3 separate regions of the Mus musculus genome follow, and regions 2 and 3 are each linked to region 1. Evidence: chromatin contacts called from public HiChIP or PLAC-seq data. All regions are on one chromosome and are shown on one strand. Each heading gives the region's core, a stretch centred on a gene start, on an enhancer-like site or on the middle of the called end of the contact. The rest is flanking DNA. Distances are from core to core; before and after follow the strand shown. Region 1 holds the start of Celsr3 (cadherin, EGF LAG seven-pass G-type receptor 3). Region 2 overlaps Prkar2a (protein kinase, cAMP dependent regulatory, type II alpha). Region 3 holds the start of Col7a1 (collagen, type VII, alpha 1).

Region 1 (2,882 bases), core at 243-2,742:
GCTGAGAGGCGCGGTGAGCCGTGGTCCTGTGCTGTTACTCGAAGGTAGTGGCGTTCCATACTCTCACGATCCAGAGCGGCAGCCGTGCGGATGAGGCCACTCTGAGGATCAATACTGAAAAGCTCCAGCGAGCGGCTGTTCATGAGCGCCGCCAGCGAGTAGATGAGGCGCCCGGCCTCGCCTGGGTCCGGGTCTTGTGCCACCACGCGCAGTACTGATGTGCCCGCTGCCTCATTTTCAGGTACCAGTGTCTGGTAGTTGTATTGAGGAAACTGCGGGTGGCGGTTTGCAGCACGACGAGGACGAGCCTGGTTAGTTGAGAGTATTTGCTTGGCTTCAGGACCAGTCGGAAACCCGGGAGGGCGCGGCCCAGGGCGCTCAAAGAGGAAACGGCGGCGGAAGAGACCGCGGGAGCGCATGCGCCCGGGAGCTGTCCGAGACTCGCGAGGTGCTGAACCCGGCGTAGGAGCTGTCCTCACAGCACGTGGTGCTGAATCCTCCCCCAGGCCAGATCCTAAAGAGCCGGGGAGGCAGTCCCGCCGAAAGGGTCCCCTGTCCACTGTGGAAGTCGCGGATCTCTCACCCTGACCCTTGTGTCCTGGCTCCCACAGCTTCCCGCAGCAGCGAGAGGTTTCCACTCTTTTGCGGATGCTTCTCCTAGCATTACGCTGGAAGGCCACTGGCCTGGAGCCATCAGGCTGAGCCAGAAGTTCTGAAGGGTGAGGAGAGCTGTTCCTCAGATCAGAATCCCCTGGGGACAGAGCATCGAGTGGCAGGCTACCTCTTCGTAAAGGCCCTGTCCGCCCACAAGAGGAGATCTCTGGGTGCCAACATAACAGATACCCTGGACCCTGACCTGCCTCTTGCTCGCGACTACCCAATGCCTGGACCACCACCTCCGCGTTTGGTTGCTCAGGGGCCCCTCGACCATTCCGGGCGTTTTGCCTACCTACTCGGAGCCTCATGAAGACAGGCTCCCTGACCCCCAGGCCAGGATCTCCATCTTCCCAGACGCCGGGAGATTCGGGACAAAGAGCTACGGCTCCACTGCCGATTTGCGCTCTTGGCCCAGTAGTAGTAGCAACCCCTGGGTCCCAGTCCTGGTCCCCACCGCCCCCCAGCTCCTCCCGGCTAAAAGGGAACAAAGAGAGGAGAAGGAGCAGTAGTACCGGGGTCGACGGTCCCGGGAGACCCCACCATAGAGGCCGCCTCGCCATCACCCCCGCCTCCCGTCACGGCCTCCGCCGCCCCCCGCCCGGGTCCGGGCCTTGGGCCCGCCCCGCTGCTCTGGCCCCCTCCTGGGCCCCTGCCGCCGCCCCGGCCCTCCGCCCCTCTGCCCGTCGCTCCGCGCCGCCACTGCTCTCTGGGCACCATCTACTCCGCGGCCAGAGCCCCTTTGGCATACGGCCCCGGCTTTTGCCGCCCCCACCACAGCATCCCCGACGCCGCTGCCGCCTCCCGACGCTCCAACATGGCTCCCGGCCGCTCCGATGGTTTGCTCCACCTCCGCCCCGATGCCCCAAACCTGGTGGTACAGCCCGTCGCGCATGGCAGTTCTGGCGACTGAAGCCGTTACCGCCATCTTTATTGAGAACAGAAGTGCTGCCCACGGTGCTGAACGGAGCTGGGAGTTTCTCCGCTACTCTGCCACCGCCCTCCCTCTCATCCTAGTGCGCTATTCCAGCGTGGCTTCCTAGTCTTTCTTCAGACCGAGAATCTCGTCTCCCTTTAGAGCGCTAGTTCCGAGCCCTAACACCCATTTTGGTTTGAAAATGTGCTGTCATCGGTCTGGGAAGGGTTACCATATAGAATCCTGGGACTGTGAAAATAATGGCCAGACACCGGCCTGGTTCAAACAATAGCGTTAACTGTTTATTAACAAGTTTAACTTATGAGAAACATGTCGCAAAAATCTCCTTGTTTGCTCCTACAGAACAGGATCTGAAAACGACCCTTCTGAGACAGGAAGAGAAGCCAACTCTTCTCCGCCACGAGAGTCACTAGCGGTCTCCCAGACTTGGGAGAGACACCACGTCTCTCTAGGCTATGGTTCTTTCCAGTGTTCTGAGATGCCACGTGGAACCCAGGGTTGTACAACTGTGGACCCAGCTTCCTCAGATCTCCGCCCCCTCGCCTGCGACAACTGCATCCTTTAACCCCTTGAAGAACCCGACAGAAGCTCAGTTCTCCCTAGTCCTGGTCCAGTCTAGCTTTCCGTCCAACTCCTGGCACGCGCGCATCTCAACCAACCAATAGCTAGATGTGGCGCAACAGACGTCACAGAATCCTAGAGAAAGGCGGCGCATTCCAATTAGAGTGTCATTGTTTCTATTGGCACAATGGGAGACCCCGCCCCTCTCGGAGGACTCCATTGTATGCGGGAGGTAGGAGGGCCTCGCGGGTTCCACGCTAGCCAGCAGAAATAATCCAAAAGACGCGCTATATTGATCAGCCTCCAAACTTGGCATCGGTGATGAGCTGCAACGCAAGGTGCAGGGGACTCATTCATTCTGACACCGAGACAGGAGTCAGGCCTAGGACCCCAGAACATTGCCCTGGGTGCGGTTCCCCCGGCTGAGTGGTTACTACTTCAAACAGTCCAAGAACTCCTGGCCAAGACCTCTGGCCCGCCCCCAAATGGTAGCTATGACATCACCAGCAACCAATCAACGCATTCTCTCGCTCCTGGGTTTCTTTGCTTCGGGGAGGTTTGGCTCACTCGGGTTGCACTGGACGAGGCTGCTGTGATCTGACCCATGGGTATCAGCTGTAGTGTTTGGGGTCGTTAAGTCTTAAGACTCAAGTCAGAGTTCCGTGACAGATACACCATTTGTGCGTGTAGGTGGACTATGTACAGCGGCACTAAAGAAAGTACTCCGTAG
Region 2 (2,700 bases), core at 115-2,614, 120 kb after region 1:
GGGATCCTGTCATCCTGCCCCAGCTCCACCATCTAGCTCTGTGGCTTTGGTTGCTAAACTCAATCCTGGAGGTGCATAGTACCTCTTCAAGCAGACAACATAACATCTCTCTGTTCTCAGCAGTCTGACAGGTTCTCGACTCTACATGCCACCATTATGATTATCTGCAATCCTAAATGCTAGAACACAGGGCCTGATGAACATGAATGCTACAAACTCATCTGCCTTCATAGGAAACACTGTATCTATTGTAGATTTTCCTGTCCCACCTCTGCTACATTGAAGACAAGAATGGAAAGATTGTGGCTGATGTCCTAGCTGTTTTCCCATGGGCACATTTCCCAATTGATTGTGAAGCACCAGGTTCCTTGGCCGGACCCAGAAGCTGATGAACTAGACCTTACAATCTACAATTAAGCCGGGCGCGGTGGCGCACGCCTTTAATCCCAGCACTCGGGAGGCAGAGGCAGGCGGATTTCTGAGTTCGAGGCCAGCCTGGTCTACAAAGTGAGTTCCAGGACAGCCAGAGCTACACAGAGAAACCCTGTCTCAAAAAAAAACAAAACAAAAACAAAACAAAAAACAATCTACAATTAAAAACTTTAGTGCTAGGCATAGTGTGGTGGCACATACCTTAGTCTCAATACTGGGGAGTTTGCAAAGGCACATAGACACCTGCAAGTTCAAGATCAGTGTTCCATGCTTTTAGTGCCAGGAACATTTCCCTGCCTGCTAGAAATAGCAAACATGTGGTCCTGCACTGAAGCGGTTTCTTTTCTGTTGCTGTACCAAAAGCAACTTTCCCGGAGAATGGTGCACTTGGCTACAGTTCTAGGCTACTGTCTACTGTTGTGGAGAAGTCAAGGCAGGAACTTGAAGCAGCCAGTTATATCCAGTAAAGATTGATGACAAGGAAACCATGCATGCTTGTATTCAGCTCACTTTTTTTCTTCTTTTTTATACAGTTCAAGATTCAAACCCAGGAAATACTACAGCTACATTTTAGGCTGGGTCTTCCTACATCAATTAAAGCATTCCAGAGAGTTCTCCGCAGGTCAGTATGACCTAGAAAATCCATCATTTAGACTCTTTCTAGGTGATTGTATGTTGCCAAGTTGACAATCAAAACTAACCATCATATTCTAATGCCCTCAACTTTCCGATGACAAAAGAGCTGACGGGAGCTAGTGCTGAAGAGGGCAGACGTGGAGCGGAGCTCCAGAAAGGTCAGGTGGCCCAAGGAAGCAAGCGCACTTCGTGTCGGAAGAGGCCTGTCCACAGGAATTTGCTACCCCATGAGCCCTGATGTCCAAGACGGCCCATTAATAATATACTGAATCTTACGGGAAGCCACCTCTCAGACAGGCAGTATTATCTGTTTACCAGATGAGGAAACTGATGCAAATGAGCTCAAAGCCAATGTTCCTTTCATTCTCTTATTGCTCAATTATGCACTTCATTTGCAAAACAAAACAAACTCAAACTTTCATTGAAAAGGAGAATCAGCAGTTTTAGAGTGTTCTGGGTTGACTTGATATATGAAAAGTATATATCAGTTGTAAATATTTATATAAATCTTTTATTTTAATCGCATTTTAGTTCTCCTCCTTCATAAAAACAAGTGAAGAAGTGCTTGAACCTCTGCAGAAAAAGTCACAGATAAATCTAGAGCTGTTCTTACTTAATTTTTGTCATTGTTTTTTGAAACAGGGTCTCATGTAAAAAAAAGCTGGCCTAGAACTCCTGGTTTTCCTGCCTCCCCTCCCAAGCATTGGTAGCATATTGTAACTTTCTCTTCTCTGCTCTTCTCTTCTCTTCCTTCTTTTCTTTCTTCCTACTTTTTATTTTTATTTTTCAAGACAGAGGGGTTTTTTGTGTAGCCCTGGCTGTCCTATAGACCATGCTGGCCCTGAAGTCTCCAAGATCCACCTGCCTCTGGCCCCCAAGTACTAGGATTAAAGGTGTGTACCACCATTACCCAACTATAAACAGCTCCTAATGTCTGTATACTCACTGAATGTAAACTACAAAAGTACATAACATTTTCACATTTAAATTTTTATGAAAAGTAGCTATATATGGATTTAACTCTAGTCATTTGACATTAGCTGAGGACAAGAGGTTAGCTCTGTATTCTGTAATCAACCCCACCCCACCCCACCCCCCTACCCCCACTAACTACTTAGAAATCTACCCTACCTCAGCACAGTGCCTGGAGAGATGGCTGAGGGTTTAGAATTCTTGCTTCTCTTCCAGAGAACCCGGGTTTGATTCCCAGCACCTGGCAGTTCCCAACTGTCTGTAATTCCAGTTTCAAATGTTCTAACACCCTCTTGTGGCCTCCAGAGGCACCTGCACACTTGTGATTCAGGCAAAATGTTCATACAAATCCAATAAATAAATCTTTTAAAAAAACAAAAATCTGGGCTGGAGAGATGGCTCAGTGGTTAAGAGCACCGACTGCTCTTCTGAAGGACCTGAGTCAAATCCCAGCAACCACATGGTGGCTCACAACCATCCGTAATGAGATCTGAAGCCCTCTTCTAGTGCATCTGAAGACAACTACAGTGTACTTAGATATAATAATAAATAAATGTTTTTTAAAAATCGAGGGATGGAGAGATGACTCAGCAGTTAAAAGGACTGACTGCTTTCCAGAGGTGCTGAGTTCAATTCCCAGCAACAACATGGTGGCTCATA
Region 3 (2,700 bases), core at 6-2,505, 130 kb before region 1:
GCATTTCTGATGAACAGAGGGCTGAAGAGCTGGCAGAGCCCAAACATGCAGACTCCACCAGGAGCCCAACGCCTGGAGCTCCTGGACTCTCTCTCTCTATGCAGATCAGGAAGCAGAATCATCCTGTCCACCCCACCCCCACCCCACCACAACCCCAGGACACTGACTGAGAGGTGTTTTAGGACAAGAACACTCTTCCAAGTTATCCCCACCTCTCTCCAGAAGAGGTGTTGGCGAGGGCCTTTCTGGGCTCTCCAAAGCCTATTTCTAGACTCCTTCCTGTTAAGGGGTCTTGGGGCCTACAGTCCTGACCCCACGTCGACTACTCACTGTGGATCATCACTGTACTGCACTGTGGCAAACCGGACGCCCTGTGCACTGGCTGCTCCTGAGAAAGGCAGCACCAGCCCCTCCAGGAATCCTCGCACTTCTCGAAAGTTGCTGCGGCCAATGGACGACGAGCCATCGAGTAAGAACACGATGTCAGCAGCATAAAGGCGTGTGCAGGTCACTGAAGCAGGGAGGAGAGATCATGACCTTTTAGGGAATACAGCCACCCACCATCCTCTAGGCACTGAGGTCCCCTGGGACTTGGGGACTGGAAGGACAATAGGCTTTATGTTCCTCTGCAAACGGAGCCCAGGTAGGCGTATTTCTGCCAGTGTTGGAGGAAACCGCAGTGGGACTCTGAACAGAGCTTCTCAGGGAGGGCAGGAGCACCTTGGGGGAGGATAACCTGCAAGCAGGGGTGTAGCTGCGGGGCTGAAATCAGCGTGGAGGGACTGTTGTCCGGTGGCTGAGGACAGAGGATCAGCCTGCATCCAGGGAGCTAGAATTTGTGTGCCATATGGGATAGGAGGCAATTTGGGGAATGCAGAGTAGAATTCAGGGAGTTTAGGAAGAATCCACGAAGAGTTTGGGGGACTCATCGGTGGAAAGGTGTCAGGGATAAAGTTTGAGTAGATGCATAGGTGACAGACAGGGTGCTGAGCCCCGAAAGATGCCCACCTCTATCTCTGGGCTGGGCCCACACTTCCGGCGCTCCCATCAGGATCTCTGCAGCGCAGAGCGCAGCGACCAGGAGTCGCAGCCTCATCCTGAGTGATAGAAACAGTTAGCCAGGAACCCAACCTCTCTGTCTCTTGTCTCCCAAGCCTTTGGCGGGTGGAAACCGAGTACCCCCCACCCCAAGTCCCGATCTTGCCTGTGCGAGGAGTCAGCCTGCTCCCGCGCCGCAGCAAGTCCTGCCGGCACTGAGGAGAAAAGTCCCTGATCCCAGGAGGCGGAGCAGCAGGCGGGGACCTGGCGGCCCGCCCCCACCCACCTCCCCAGAGGTCGCTTCCCCCACCCCACTTCTCCTGGACTTAAGATATGACGCACTTAAGGGCAAGGTCAGGTCCCAAGACTTTCGAGTATCACTCAGGGTTTTGACAGACACTTCAAGAGCACCCCAACCTTACTTAGGGTTCCAAGTCTTGACTGCTTTCTAGTTAGAGTGACCAATGAAGTCATTGCTGCTCTCTGAAATGTGGACAGGTTCCAGCAGACCATAGGGGTAGCAGCCTGATGGTAGGTAGGACATACTGCAGCTGGCGCTGACTCACCCCTAACCCCATGGGGTGCCCAGACAAAGCCTCAGGCTATAGGTCTTGACAAACGTGAATCAGCCATGCTTCTGTCTGGTGGCCCTCCTGTGCCGCACCCTAACCTTCATGACAGGCAAAGCAGCCCCCAGCAAACAGGAGACTATGGGACTATCCTAGGGACCCCAAGATTCCACTGGGCTGGATCTAAGCAACACTTCCCCATTTTGGAAGAAAGAACTTGTGCCATGCGTGTTCATATTTGTTCATCCCAGTGCCGCTCACTCCCTACTGAGTCTTTTACCCTAGACAGATGCCATCCAGCTGTGTCTGCAAAGAGGGAGGGTTGTCCATATGCGGGGGGGGGGGGATGGACCACCCATGCTGACAGCTCATCTCTCAGGAATCCATCTCCTGATACCCACGTTCCCACTGGCAAGGCCTGTCCACGATTCAGGCCAGGTTCCCCATCTACTTGGCTTCATTAGAACCTGCAAGAATCCCCTCCACCCCTTCTACTCAATTCCCTGACTAGGGCAGGGCCACACCATGACACTCCTTTCCTTGTTGCCTCAAGGTATCTAACTTTCCCCTCCCTATGTGACCCCCCTCTTGATCCTTTCGTGTGGACAGTCATTGCCAGTCACAGGTCAAGCCCTCTTTCCTAATGATTTCCTTTGGTTATACATGCATGGTGACTAGGCGGGTGTCATCAATATAGAGGGACACTCCTAAGAAAACTAGCCCCCATTTGGGCCCTGTTTCCTCTGCTTCCTAGTCAGTCCTGTACAGTTCAGCACAGACCAGAAAGTATTCCCTCATTCACCATGGCTGCTTCCAATATGCCTGGCCCTGCAACCTCCCGCAGATCCACAGGCTAAGTGGGGAGATGGGGACAGGTGCAGGTGTTTAGTTTTCTAGCATGGGCGAACCTCAGGGCACAGAGGACCATCCGTTTCAATTTCCCAGTTGTCAGGAAAGCTCCAGCTCTCCTTGTCACTGAAGACCCCCACTTTCAGAACTATCCCGGGACACAGTGTCTTTACAGGTCCTCGAACCTTTTTGCAACACCCAGGTCTCCCCAGAATTGTCCCTGGGACCTCCCATCCCTAGGTGG

The links. HiChIP or PLAC-seq counts read pairs in DNA pulled down with a chosen protein or histone mark.
Region 2: a contact with region 1 is called in an H3K27ac HiChIP or PLAC-seq map of embryonic stem cells, with 4 times the contacts expected there. The contact joins the enhancer-like site here to the promoter of Celsr3 in region 1. A contact is called at or near these places in 8 of 39 promoter capture datasets (the 3T3-L1 cell line, the C10 cell line, the HPC-7 cell line and 6 more), 1 of 484 Hi-C or Micro-C datasets (embryonic stem cells), 6 of 115 datasets of contacts at active chromatin or transcription factors (embryonic stem cells and intestinal villus epithelium) and 3 of 9 other capture datasets (adipose tissue, liver and pancreatic islet).
Region 3: an H3K4me3 HiChIP or PLAC-seq map of embryonic stem cells shows a contact between it and region 1, with 28 read pairs. The contact joins the promoter of Col7a1 here to the promoter of Celsr3 in region 1. A contact is called at or near these places in 20 of 39 promoter capture datasets (the 3T3-L1 cell line, 3T3-L1-derived adipocytes, the C10 cell line and 14 more), 5 of 484 Hi-C or Micro-C datasets (bone marrow-derived macrophages, brown adipocytes and embryonic stem cells), 10 of 115 datasets of contacts at active chromatin or transcription factors (SST interneurons, astrocytes, craniofacial prominence and 2 more) and 3 of 9 other capture datasets (adipose tissue, liver and pancreatic islet).

The regions. Positions count from the first base shown.
Region 1 is chr9:108,824,655-108,827,536 of GRCm38.p6, reverse strand. It overlaps Celsr3 (cadherin, EGF LAG seven-pass G-type receptor 3), which reads right to left and starts at 1,492. Exons shown (of 36, transcript NM_001359572.1): 1 at 1-1,492. The coding sequence starts at 1,217. Gm35025 (a long non-coding RNA gene) reads left to right here and starts at 1,417. Exons shown (of 2, transcript XR_871161.3): 1 at 1,417-2,882.
Region 2 is chr9:108,709,650-108,712,349 of GRCm38.p6, reverse strand. The region is part of intron 1 of Prkar2a (protein kinase, cAMP dependent regulatory, type II alpha); the gene reads right to left. Among named protein-coding and RNA genes, the nearest start is that of Prkar2a, 19 kb to the right of the region's middle. Within about 2 kb of position 1,364, at least 11 of the 459 cell types and tissues checked have an H3K27ac peak or open chromatin away from gene starts, as enhancers often do. A contact at or near this core is called in embryonic stem cells and hippocampal neurons, where this site is marked.
Region 3 is chr9:108,952,141-108,954,840 of GRCm38.p6, reverse strand. It overlaps Col7a1 (collagen, type VII, alpha 1), which reads right to left and starts at 1,255. Exons shown (of 119, transcript NM_007738.4): 1 at 1,205-1,255; 2 at 1,009-1,097; 3 at 331-511. The coding sequence starts at 1,096.